Linked DNA regions of Callithrix jacchus: region 1 is linked to region 2. The links are chromatin contacts, called in public Hi-C maps. All regions are on one chromosome and are shown on one strand. Each heading gives the region's core, a stretch centred on a gene start, on an enhancer-like site or on the middle of the called end of the contact. The rest is flanking DNA. Distances are from core to core; before and after follow the strand shown. Region 1 overlaps CTNNBIP1 (catenin beta interacting protein 1). Region 2 overlaps PIK3CD (phosphatidylinositol-4,5-bisphosphate 3-kinase catalytic subunit delta).

Region 1 (2,700 bases), core at 164-2,663, 150 kb after region 2:
TTTCTGCATTAGTTCACAGGCCAATCTGCTCCGCTGGTCCAGGTGCTCACAGGCAGTGCTGTGTGGTGGCACATACAGCAACTGTGGGCTGATGTGAGTGGAACTGTCCAGCCATTGGACTGAACAGCACTCAATACCCCTCTCTGTGACAGGGCCCACCTCTTACTGGGGTTTGAGGGGTAAGTGTAGAGTTGCACAAGGACTTCTCTGAGGCCATTTGGGCATCTGTTCTCGGTTTTAAACAACAAAACCCATGACACTGGGTGACAGGGTCAAAGCAACCCTCCCTGGAGCCAGAGCCAGATGCTGAGTAAGCAGCTGGCCCTGAACTTCAGCACATTCCTTGCTTTTCTTGGGATTTTTTTCCCCCTTTTCAATGACACAACTTATACAACAAATCCTCCTGGCTGATTTCTCTCTGATTCAATATATAGGTGATTTCTGGTTCAATTTTGTTATTAGGTTACAGGTAATTCTCATGTAAGTGTTGATTAAAGTTAAAAAAGATTAGCTTCCCATCCCATAGACTAGAATTCTCCCTGGGCCTGACGGTAATTTCAGTGCAGAGTCTGTCATTGCCTGGAGCCTCTGGGATAAGCCTCTAAGCTCCACACAGGGAGAGAGGGAACCCAGAAACCCCAGCAGATCATCCACACAGCACCATAAGGTGCAAAGGAGGGGCCCAGCCAGCTGCCCACAGGGAGGAACCGCTGGAGCAGCTCGGCCTCAGAAGGCACAGTCCCTGCATCCATCCAGCAGGCACCTACACTGCAGCAGAGGCGGGCAGGGGACTCATGTGTGACAGTGAACACAGCACAGACCCTGGCCTCAAGGGGCTCCTGATATAAGGTGTTAAGATTGGCATGGAGCTCCAGGGCATGTGCTGACTCTGGAAGGGGTCAGAGGGGGCTTCCTGAAAGAAGTGAAAGAACGGAGGTGGGAAGGCTGTTGGGGGGGATTCCAGGAAGAACTTTCCACACTGAGCTGTACCATGGAGAAAATCATGCCACCACTGCTACAACAGGGCATGCCACTTAGAGGGTCAAGGGAATTGGTGAGCAGAGAGCTGCGTCCCTCATGCCATACTATGAAAGGAGAGGCCGTTTCCTCACAGCCTGGTTTCGGCTGATCTACCCGTGACCACAGATATTTTTACAAGGTTCCCAGTGTACCCTCAGGCCAAGTGACCTATTTTAGGCTCACTGGCAGCAGACCCTGAACCAGCAGCCTCAGCTACCAAAGGGGAAAGCCTGGCTGGCCGCAGCTGGGGAAACCTTCCCTGGAAAGTCTCTTGGAGAAAGTGTGTGATCAGTTGGAGGCTGGAACAGGCCTGGAAGTCCCCGTGCCAGCACACAGCTCCCAGAGGCACGAAGGGCAGCAGCAGAACAGGGCATGGCCCTGGGAGGCCCCCAGGCAGAGAAATAACAAGGAGCTTTGACAAAATGAGTCATGTCTAGGCAGGGTCCCTCTCAGCCCTGTGACACCCCAACAAGGGCCTATTCTGAGGCACCGTGGGAGGATGACGGTTCTGCGGGTGACTGGCCATGGGTTGCCTCTGCAAAGCACCGTCAGGGGCCTGGAACTGTACTTGCTGGCCACCACCCCAGTGCAGCGCTGAGGCAGTAAGAGACCCAGAGCTCTCAGGGAACCAGCACATTAGAAGGCACTCACAGATGGAGGGCCCAGGGTAAAAAGGCAGCAGAAAGTGCTCCCCATTTCTTTTGCCCCCTTCTGATATAGCTAACTGCCCAAATCATACCTGTTCCTCAAGTAAACACTGTCCTGCTTAAAAAAGCATGTGGCTGGCCTGGGCACGGTGGCTCACACCTGTAAGCCCAGCACTTTGGGAGGCCGAGGCAGACAGATCACTTGAGGTCAGGAGTTTGAGACCAGTGTGGCCAACATGGTGAAACCCCATCTCTACTAAAAATACAAAAATTAGCTGTGCATGGTGGCAAGCGCCTGTAATCCCAGCTACTTGGGAGGATGAGGCAGGAGAACTGCCTGAATCTGGGAGACGGAGGTTGCAGTGAGCCAAGATCACGCCACTGCACTCCATCCAGCCTGGGCAATAGAGCAAGACTCTGTCTCAAAAAACATTAAAAATAAATAAATGTTTTATTGGAAATTATTTAAGAGCACAGTAAAATTATCATAAGCTAAAAATGGACATTAAAATGCTATGGTCTCAGCCTGTGCTACAGATGTATGCATGTTTATAAAAGGATGATAGGAAACTTAACAAAGGCTAAGAGTGATTACAGCCACACAGTATGGGTCAATCCTTTAAACTTTTCGGCTCTCTCTTTCACCTATGCACAATTCTATAACTGGGAAAAACAATCACTACAGGTTAGAGGGAGCAGCACTGGCCATGAGAGGCCTGGACTCAGCACTGCACAGGGCCTGCTTCAGGAGACTCTGACCCTCCCCATTCCTGCAGCTGCCCCTTCCCAGCAGTGTGACCTTCCTGAGAAGAACTAACTTCCTCTGGTTCAAAGCCAAGTCCTCCTGGCTGCTAGGTCTGCTTAGCCCCCCTTGGGGACCAGAACCCAGCTCATTCATTTGTCCAAGCATGACTAGGGGCTTAGTGGATCCCACCTCTGCAAATAAGAAGACAGAAGCCACAGTTTCAAGCTCAAGGAGCTCAGAGTCTGGTCAATAGATGGATTAGGAGACAGCATGGGAGTAGCACAGCCG
Region 2 (2,700 bases), core at 102-2,601:
TGCGGGCGGCAGGCCTGCCTGAGCTCAGCTGCTCCAAAGATATCCAGTATCTCAAGGTATGTGCCGGGCAGGAGACTGCTGTCACCAGTGGCCTTCCAAGGCCTGTCCTGGAGCAATGGGAAGCAGCTCAACCCAGGAGGGCCCTGAGTACAACAGGCCCCAAAGGGCACTGAGCTCCAAGTGCCTCATGCCATCCCAGGACCCAGCAGTGGGCGTGGTGGGCGGTGGAGGGGAAGTGGCTGGAGCAGCTGAGCCACCTGGGCATGGTCCCACTCAGTGGCCGATGTGTTGCGGCCTCTCCAGGTCGGCCCACTTGTGCTCGGGCTGCAGGGGCTCTGGGGTTCCCTGACGGCTGCATGAGAGCTGGCTCCCTCTGCCTTCTCAAAGGTATTTTTCCAGGCGAGACATGATGGCTCATACCTATAATCCTAGCACTTTGGGAGGCCAAGGCGGGCGGATCACCTGAGGTCAGGAGTTTGAGACCAGCCTGACCAACATGGCAAAACCCTGTCTCTACTGAAAATAAAAATTAGCCAGGCATGGTGGGGCAAGCCTGTAATCCCAGCTACTCATGAGGATGAGGCAGAAGAATTGCTTGAACACGAGACTGAGGCTGTAGTGAGCCTACGTCGCACCACTGCACTCCAGCTCAGGTGACAGGGCAAGGCTCTGTCTCAAAAAAAAAAAAAAGAAAAAGAAAAGAAATTAGCCAGGTGTGGTGGTAGGCGCCATATCCCAGCTACTCAGGAGGCTGAGGCAGGATAATCACTTCAACCCAGAAGGCAGAGGTTGCAGTGAGCCAAGATCGTGCTGGGCTACTCTCCAGCCTGGGTGACGTAGCAAGACTGTCTCAAAAATACATTTATTTATTTCCTTTCTGTGTCCTCTCCGTGTGAGGAGGCAGGGTGGGGCAGCGAGGCTGCTGGGGCCACATGTGCTTGCCAGGACATTCCCTGTGGCGCCCGATCCCTGCAGAAGGAAGCTGCTCCCATGCTCCTCCCAGAGCCACTTCTACACTGGGGGAGGCGAGGTCACGTGGGACCTGGGAGCTCTGGGCCAAGATGTCTTTGGCATCTTCATTTGGGGGTGGGTTGGGGGACTGTCTCTGGGTGGGATGGGAACAGAGAGCTTTTCCCAAGGTGCCGGGGGCTGTCTACTAACCCCTTGACACTGTGACTCTGAAGTCCCTAGAGGCCTGCATCCCGGAGCAGGATCCGGGACCCTTAATGTGGACACCGCTGTGATGTGTTTGCAGGACTCCCTGGCACTGGGGAAAACAGAGGAGGAGGCACTGAAGCACTTCCGAGTGAAGTTTAACGAGGCCCTCCGCGAGAGCTGGAAAACCAAAGTGAACTGGCTGGCCCACAACGTGTCCAAAGACAACAGGCAGTAGTGCTCCTCCCAGCCCCGGGCCCCAGAGTAGCCGGCCTCGGGCCGTGGGGACCAGGCACCTTGGTTGTCCATGGGCTGAAGAGCCTGAACTGCACCTCGTGGGAAAGAACCTACACAACTGCCTTTTGTTTACACTGGTTATTTATTTATGACTTGACATTTTTAAGGAACTAAACAGCCATAAAGGAAAACGCCTCCTTCGCACAGCGGCAGCGCTGGGCCCCTGGAGGCTGCACCTTGCTCTTGGCTGAGGACTGTCACTCCAAGTCTTCCAGCTGGTGGATCTGGGCCCAGTAAAGACTGTCGTCCTCCGGGGGCAACCTTCTTCCCAGGCCTTCCGCCAGACTGCCTGGGTCCTGGCGGTCACCTGGTGCCTACTGTCCGACAGGACACCCCGATTCTCATCGGCTCATGCAATCCACCTTACGTGTCCTCCTAGATGGAGTTCTGGCAGCTCCCCAAGGCGGCTGGGGTACCCTCCAGATTCAGGGATGCTTGCTCTCCACTTTTCAAGTGGGTCTTGGGTACGAGAATTCCCTCACCTCTCTACTGTAAAGCAATTTTGTTTGCAGGTAAGAAAATAATAGACAACTCACCAAACCTCTATGGCTGGGGAGCTCGGGCCCAGCCCTATAAAGCAGAATATATGCTGGTCCTCAGGGCGTGTGGAAGAGATCTGGCCTCATACAGCTCACCCCAGTCATGCGTGAAGGCGAAAGCAGGTCAGAGGCAAACACTCTGCCATTATCTCAATTTTTTTTTTTTTGAGCCAGAGTCTCTGTCCCTGAGGTTGGAGTGCGGTGGTATGACCTCGGCTCACTGCAGGCTCCACCTCCTGGGCTCAAGGGATTCTGCCTCAGCCTCCTGGGTAGCTGGGATCACAGGTGCGCACCACCATGCCTAGCCAGTTTTTGTATTCTTAGTAGAGACAGGGTTTCACCATGTTGACCAGGCTGACCTCAGGTGATCCGCCTGCCTCAGCCTCCCAAAGTGCTGGGATTACAGGTGTAAACCACCACACCTGGCCCACTCTGCCGCCTCTGAAAGCAGGTTTTAACAAAAGGATGAGGCCAGATCTCTTCTAGAACCACCACCTTTGGGAACCTGCTGTGAGCGTGCTCAGGTAGCAGACGTGTGAGCACGAGGGGCGTGCTGGGATCTGTTTTTCTGGCTGTACTTAGCTTGAAACAGCACAGGCTTCCTTAGGCCTCCAAAGCCTGGAATTGAGCAGCTGTAGAAATGCAGGTTCCAGGGCCTCTCCCAGCCTGCAGAAGCCAACTCTGCAGAGCGGGGGTAGGACTGTGGGCT

The links. Hi-C and Micro-C count contacts between places; a contact is called where the count stands out from the background.
Region 1: a contact with region 2 is called in a Hi-C map of induced pluripotent stem cells, with 2.4 times the contacts expected there. The contact joins two enhancer-like sites. A contact is called at or near these places in 2 of 3 Hi-C or Micro-C datasets (induced pluripotent stem cells and skeletal muscle).

The regions. Positions count from the first base shown.
Region 1 is chr7:47,731,953-47,734,652 of calJac240_pri, forward strand. The region is part of intron 4 of CTNNBIP1 (catenin beta interacting protein 1); the gene reads right to left. Among named protein-coding and RNA genes, the nearest start is that of CTNNBIP1, 44 kb to the right of the region's middle. Within about 2 kb of position 1,414, at least 2 of the 16 cell types and tissues checked have an H3K27ac peak or open chromatin away from gene starts, as enhancers often do.
Region 2 is chr7:47,580,375-47,583,074 of calJac240_pri, forward strand. It overlaps PIK3CD (phosphatidylinositol-4,5-bisphosphate 3-kinase catalytic subunit delta), which reads left to right. Exons shown (of 23, transcript XM_078330324.1): 22 at 1-56; 23 at 1,256-2,700. The coding sequence ends at 1,393. Among named protein-coding and RNA genes, the nearest start is that of PIK3CD, 70 kb to the left of the region's middle. Within about 2 kb of position 1,352, at least 5 of the 16 cell types and tissues checked have an H3K27ac peak or open chromatin away from gene starts, as enhancers often do.